Linked DNA regions of Mus musculus: region 1 is linked to region 2. The links are chromatin contacts, called in public HiChIP or PLAC-seq maps. All regions are on one chromosome and are shown on one strand. The core of a region is the stretch at or near the end of the contact, and the rest is flanking DNA. Distances in the headings are between cores, read along the strand shown.

Evidence for each region. HiChIP or PLAC-seq counts read pairs in DNA pulled down with a chosen protein or histone mark.
Region 1: a contact with region 2 is called in an HNF4G HiChIP or PLAC-seq map of pancreatic cancer cells. The contact joins the promoter of Anln here to the promoter of Kank2 in region 2. A contact is called at or near these places in 1 of 39 promoter capture datasets (pre-B cells) and 1 of 115 datasets of contacts at active chromatin or transcription factors (pancreatic cancer cells).

The regions. Positions count from the first base shown.
Region 1 is chr9:22,387,217-22,390,788 of GRCm38.p6, forward strand. It overlaps Anln (anillin, actin binding protein), which reads right to left and starts at 1,990. Exons shown (of 24, transcript NM_028390.3): 1 at 1,754-1,990. The coding sequence starts at 1,771. It also overlaps a transcript of 9530077C05Rik not described here.
Region 2 is chr9:21,796,531-21,799,891 of GRCm38.p6, forward strand. Kank2 (KN motif and ankyrin repeat domains 2) reads right to left here and starts at 2,016. Exons shown (of 12, transcript NM_145611.4): 1 at 1,952-2,016.

The DNA.
Region 1 (3,572 bases), core at 740-3,239, 590 kb after region 2:
TACTATCTAGAATTGTGGTAACTTTACTGCATGCAAGTTTTAAGAATGCTTTCAATAAAAAATTCAAACTCATAAGTCAATGTGCAAACACACACACATATAAACCTTGTCTTGGAAAATGATTATATATATTAGTTGCATTTGGAATAACAGGCTGGCTTGAACTCAAGAGATCCTCAGGCCTCTGCCCGCTGAGCGCTAGGATCAAAGGTATGCGCCACAAAGCCTGGCTCATATAAATAAAAATTTAAAGATTCAATGTAAGTGACAAATATTTGGTGAATAATTGTCCCTATTCGCTATAGCTGCTACAAAATATGTCGTGGCTGCTTCTATTATTATTAAAATGAATTTTTTTCAAATTCATTTATTTGTCTGTATAGGGATACCATACACAAGTATGTCTGGGTACCACATATGTATCTGGGGTCCCTGGAGGCCAGAAGAAGACATTAGCTTCCCCGAGACTGGAGTTACAGGCTTTTATGAGACTCAAATGGGTGCTGGGAATTGAACCTAGGTTCTCTGGAAGAGAAGCCAGTGCTCTTGGCAGCTGAGCCATCTCTCCAGTCCTCTATTAGAAATTCTAACGTTATCAAAATGTTGTTTTCCTCAAGATAACTGAGAACTTCAAACGGAGCACAGGGTGTGTGGGGCAGCATAACTGTCAAGTTGAAATCTTTAATTGTTGAAATCCTTAACTAGTATCTTGGGCTTAGCTTATGGAATTGTTAACTACACTACCCAAAATAAATTATTACTATCCTCTACGACATTTTTCAATGTAGTACAGAAACACTGTATGCCCACTTTACAAAACTCACAAGTCTTGAAATTTAAAGAACAGCTTGAAGCAAAAGAAAAAGAGGAACTGTCCTGCAATAAAAGAATGGGCCAACAGCAACACGCAATCCTGAATGTCGGTGTACAGCTGCAACGTGAAGCTAAAACTAGGCATAAATAATAAGATTAACAACGGAATCTAGACCTTATTTCCAAGGAAGAGATGAGGAAAGCATTGTTGAAATGATACGCTACATAAACACTGAGGTGTACCAACCCTACAGCATACACTTATAATTTTGTTTTGTACACGCTGAGGTAACTATAAGCCCTGTTTCCTTTCAACCAGTATCAACCCTGTGCATGAGACTTTCTTTCTAAAGTTAGTAGAGCCGTGACTTATGAAGGACGCCAGGCTAAAGCACCTGCTCATTTAGACTTCGGTGGTTTCATCACAGGATTCTTAAGCGCTCAAGCTCCTCTGGGCCTGTGAAGTCCTTTATCACTTCCATCAGATTCCAAGCACACAGTACGAGTCACTGGGCCGACTCCACCCTGCCAACTATTCCAGCTTTAGGGCAGGGCTTGTCCCACTAGGCCCCTGAGCGGCACTCTCCCGGGTCACAGCAAGACGGATGAAGGATGGAGGGAAGCGTGCTTTAAGTCCCGGGAGCCGGGGGGGCAGGCTCAAGCCAGAGCGCCCAGGCGCTCACACCCCGAGCCAGCACTTGGGGGAGTGGAGGAAGGCTAAACGACTACAGAGCTCGGGGTTTGCATGGGGTTTTTGAGGCCCTGCCTTCCCCAGAGCCAGGGACGGAGCAGCGAAGCCGGGGCGGCTGCGACCCCGCGGCTTCCGTCCGGCTGCACGCTCGCTGTGCGCACGCGCCACGCTGGCCGCAGGCTGACAGCGCGGGCGGGGGTCCCGGAGTCGGCAGGGGTCATGGTTCACAGCGCCCGCAGAGTCTCTCACCTCGGTAAACGGGTCCATCGCCCCAGGCCTCACCAGTGGACGGCTAGACGGTGGGTCCGACGGTTCAAACTCAGGAAGAGGAAAGAAGTGAGTGCAGGCTCGGCGCAGCTCCTGGAGGAGGACTGCAGTCGAGGCGGCGGGCGCTCTCACACCCAGTCGGCTCTGCCCTCCGCACCCACGGAGTCGGTAGGCTACCACGGCCGTTCAAAATTTGAATTTCAGCGCCCCGGACGACACGCATGCGCGCGGGGTGGGCGGGGCCGGGCGGGCCGCTTGCCCCCGCCCCTGAGCTAGGTCACGTGATGCGGCCAAGTTGGGACTGGTCCGGAGCTGCGAGCACTGCTCTCTCTCCTCCGCTTGGGTGGAGACGGTTCTGCCGTTGAACTGCCTAGGGAGAGGGCCCTGCCATCCCGCACGCACCCACGCACGCCGTAGCGGGTCCCTTCCTGACTCTGTCAGCTCCCGCCGCCCTGCCTTCTTCCTCCGTGGGCCTTACGAACCCGGTCCGGCCCTCTGGCCTTTGGGCCTGATCCTGCCACCAGAAGTGGGACTAGACAGCCAGCTTGACCTCCTGAGAGACCACTCTGGCGGGTCCCCACACTCTCAGCCAGTGACTAGTTCTTTGTTTGGTGGGGAAAAGAGATGACAGTAACAGACCCTTCGGTTTTAAATCCCAGTCAACTACCCAAAGCCAGCAGTGAGAACACTTTGAGAGAAGGGACAATCGGAAAGTCCATATTTAATAAAAGTTCCCGTTTAACAGGCAGAAAGCAGGACAAACTATTGCACGAGTAACTTTTAATCTGACTTTCCTTTTCCTCTTCCTGGGAGGGTCTTTTGGAGACCCTCACAGTGTCTTACCATTTGACATTCTGCTAGGCTTTCCAAGAATGTGTCTAAAAAGATGGGTTGCCAAACCTCTGGTAGTAGAACTGTTTGCCTTTATACGTCAAAAGGTCGACAAAGCACCAAAATCTCTGTGCCTAGGTTGGTGCTGTGAGAGCTAAAGTCCTTACGAGATTGTGTAAAACAGATGTATGGTAGCAAGGTTTATGGTTGAGTCTCTGTGTCCTAAATGAGTCCATAACAGGATCAACTGTGCTTATTGAACAGAAAAACTGAAAGTGTTGAAGGGTCAAGTCCAGAATCAAAGCTAAATAAAAATAGGAAGCTTGGGGCCAGCGACAGAGCACATGCTAGCTATGAGGGCGCTTGCTACCAAGTCTTGGGACCTGAATTCTAGACCCAGAACCAGTTCCAGCAAATTGTCCTCTGACCTGCACACACACACACAGGAAATAAATTAATGATGTTTTTCTAAGTAATAAAGAATTTAAAAATGTATAGATTGTAATAAACTGAATTTGGGGCATGGAATAAGAACTTCTTTAAGAGCAACTTCTAAGAATTCAGATCCTTGGGACCACAGTATAACAAGAATAATAAATTTCCTTGGTGCCTTGGAGCTGTGAAATGATAGAAAATGGAAGGAGCTTTGTTTAAGTGTGTGGTGTGTGGGGTTGTTAGAATTTGCTACCTATAAACCAAAGGGAACGGATGCCTGAATTTTTTTTCAAGCACTGAACAGGAAAAGGGGTGTGGGTACTTGGGGTGTGGCTGTGTAGGTCAGTCTTGGGAATGAGTCATTGGAAATTTATGTAGCCGTTGTGCCTTCGGGCTGTTGCCTCTGTAATCCTTGGTTTCATTGTAAACAATTTGATTCTAGCTAGCATGGATAAAGCAGTATTGCTACTCTAAACTTGTAGGTTTTTTTTCCTACTACCACGCCCTGTAGCGTTGACCTTTCATTAATGTCTTG
Region 2 (3,361 bases), core at 766-3,265:
TGCTAACAGGGACACTCCAGTGGGGTTGCAGAGGGGGGTAAGGGACAACATGGAGGTGGGACCCCTCGGCGACCTCAAAGCAGAGAGCCAGTCCAGGCCCTTGTGGAGGGTCGGGAAAGTGGTGAGGATACAAGTTCTGAGAAGCCTTCCTCTTTATGGAAACAATTTTCTCTAAAAATAAACAGTTTCACTGCCCAGCTACATAGAACTTCCTGCCCCCTCAGGATGTGTCTGGGTTGGGGGGGGGGATACAGTAGGGATAGAGTGGGGTGAAAGACTGGAAAGTCATAGAGATGGAAGTAAAGAGGGGGGCCTACAGGCTGCAGAGTGGGGATAATCAAGACTTCTTGCTAAGCCCACTTCAACCCTGGAGGTTAGCCAAGGTCAGTCCTTTCTGTTGTCTGCCCTGCAGCTGCTTTGCTGCAGACACCTCCACCCATCTCACCCTCCAGAGCAGGCCACTCTAGGCTGTAGATGTTGGGACAGTGGGTGCCTGGGAGGGTGGATCAGATGGGGCGCCTGCTGGGCATGAAGGCAGGCCTCGGATGGTCCTTCCCTCTGGCTTAGTTCCCCTCCATAGCTCTGTCCCTCCAGTTTGTGTCTCCTCACGTCTCTGCCCTCACTTTGCTGGCATGAACACCTGAAATGCAGTTACCAGTTGTAGATAAAATTGGCTCTGCATCTGCCTGGAGCCTCAGAACCTCCAAGGACAGGAAGTTAGTCCAAAATATTTTCTGAGGACTTAAGAGAGACACAGAAGTAGGGAGCAGAATTGGGGTAGCCTGGGCTAGGGGCACTGAGGTGGAATGAATAATGAATAATTACCACACCGTTTTGTTTGGTTATTTAAGGCAGTTTCCTGTAGCCCAGGCTGGCCTCAAACTCACTATGTGGCTGGGGATGACCCTGAAATCCTGATCCTCCAGCCTGCACCTCATAAGTGCTGGCGTGGCTGGCTACACCACACCACACCATACATTCTGGGGTGGAACCCCCGGTTTCATACATGCTAGGCCCACGTTCTCCATCCCCAGCCATGCTTATGTTTTTGGAAAAAGATCTTGCAAGCTGAGTGTAGCCTCACATGCCTTTAATCCCAGCACTTGGGAGGCGGAGGCAGGCAGATCTCTGACTTGAACCTAAAACGGGGCAGATTCGCCCAAAGCACCCCTAGACCCTATACATCTTACTCTCCAGATGGAGCGATGGAGGTCTACGGGTCTCGTTATCTAACCTCAGGCTGGTAACTCCGTGGCGGGAGTCGGAGGAGGCCCCTCTCTCCACAAGATCCCGGGATGAGAGAGGCGGAAGGAGGCTGGAAGAATCAACAGGTGGGAGTTTCCAGGAAAGGGCCACAGGGTCTCCCCAGAGTGCACCCCCCCCCACCACCAGCCTGGGTGAATCTGGGATCTGGGGGTTTTCCTGCCGCGCTCCCTCCGCCCCTAAAGTTGGGGGTGAGGAGGACCCCGCCCCGGGCGGGGAGGGGGCGGGGCCTGCGGGGTCCCAGTCTAATGGCAAACATCTGCTGATCCCCACACCCGCCCAGCAGCCAGGCCCAGCCCGGCCGGACGCCCGGATGCCTTCCCGCCGCTGAGGGGCCTGGTCCGGCCACCCGGAGCTGCGAGAGCGGGGACCTGGGAAGGTTAGGGGACAGAGCTAGACGAGAGTGGCGGAGCAGAGGAAGAGAGGCAGGGAATGATAAAGGCATAGAGGTGGGCTAGGGGCAAGGGAAGCAGGGCCCAGGTCAGGGCTGGGGAGGGGAGAGGAGCGCGGGGACCCAGACGCTCCGGTTTGCAAAGTTTGGGCGCAGATGTTAAGACTTGAGAGGGACCAGCTAAGAGAGAGTGTGCGAGCTTGTAGCCTCGGGTTGGAGGTGGGTTAGAAATCCTGATAGTGCCCCTAGAGTAGCCCGGACCCCACGCCACCCCGATCAGCCCTCCGTCCCACTCGCCTGGCACGCTCGAGCCTCCGCCGTCCCAGGCGTCCTGCCCGCTCCGCCTCAGTCGCCGCAAGCTTGCGGAGCCAGCGCGGTAGCCACGCCCCCACCAGAAAGCCACGCCCCTCCAGTCTCCCGGGCGCCTCGGCCGCGGGGCCTGGGGGCGAAGTTGAAGGGTGGTCGTGGGGGTGCACGCGCTCTCGCTGCGGCCTGAGCACGTCCTAGGGTCTCAGTCGGCTCCTGGCCACCAGCCCTCCGGACAGGGTCCCCGCTTCTCCAAGCCTGGTGCCCGCCCTTCGCAGCTGGACGCTGCAGGGGGCGGAGCTGGCCGCAGCCCAGCTCGAGGGCGGGTGCGGTAGCGGCGACTGGAGGTCACCCCTCCCCCGTTGGCCGCCAGCAGCTGGAAGTCTTCCAGCTGCAGGCCGGGTGCACCATGGCGTGACCGCCGACCCAAACTCTAAGATTGCAGCACCCACACCCCAATCTCCTGAAATTGAAGTTGTGCCTCAGTTTCCCCATCAGCAAAATGGGGTCAATCACATGACCCATCTGTTAAGTGTGTTCAGAAAATTCCCTTCATACTACTCTTGGGCTGACACAAATCACAGGGCGTGGTTTATTGATTTTGTGAGGTTGGGGATGGACCCCAGGACTCTGAATGCTAATCACTCTGCCTCTAAACTACACCCTAGTCCAGAGATGAACTTCTGTTTGCACTGGACTTTCTGAAGCCACTCTCACAGCGGGACTGCACACCTGTAGTCCCAGCACATGAAAGATGTGGAGCCAGGGCGATCAAGTACTAGAGAGGTCACCTTCTACTCCAGTAATTCTGAGCCAGGAGAGACTGTCTCAAAATAAACAAACTAAAGACAAAACAACAGGAAAGAAAGAAAGGAAGAAAGAAAGAAAGAGAGAGGAAGGGAAGGGGAGGAAAGAGGAAAAATATAGCTTCCTGGAAGCCTCTGCTTAGCACACGTGACAGGTGGATGTCTCAGTGGGTAAACTGCCTGCCGGTGTGAACTAGGATCTGAGTTCGAACTCCAGCATCTACATAAGAGTTGGGCCCACAAGTTTACCTGTAAGCCGAATTCTGGGGGCTGGGCAGATCTCTATGGCTGGGGCTTACCAGCCAGTGAACCTAGCTGCATCTATGAACTCCAGGTTCAATGAGACCTGTCTCAAAAAATAAGTGGATGACCAAGGGGAGGCTCGTCAGATGTCAAGACGAAGGTGCCTGCTGCAAGCCTGAAAGCTCAATGCCTGCGATCTATACAGTGGAAGGGGAGAACTGAGTTCTGCAAACTGTCCTCTGACTCCACATGTGTGTCATGGCACCCATGCACCCACAAACATACAGACAGACAGAAAGAGAGAAAGAGGAGAAAAAAATACAATTAAAAATGATAAACCATTTAATCCCAG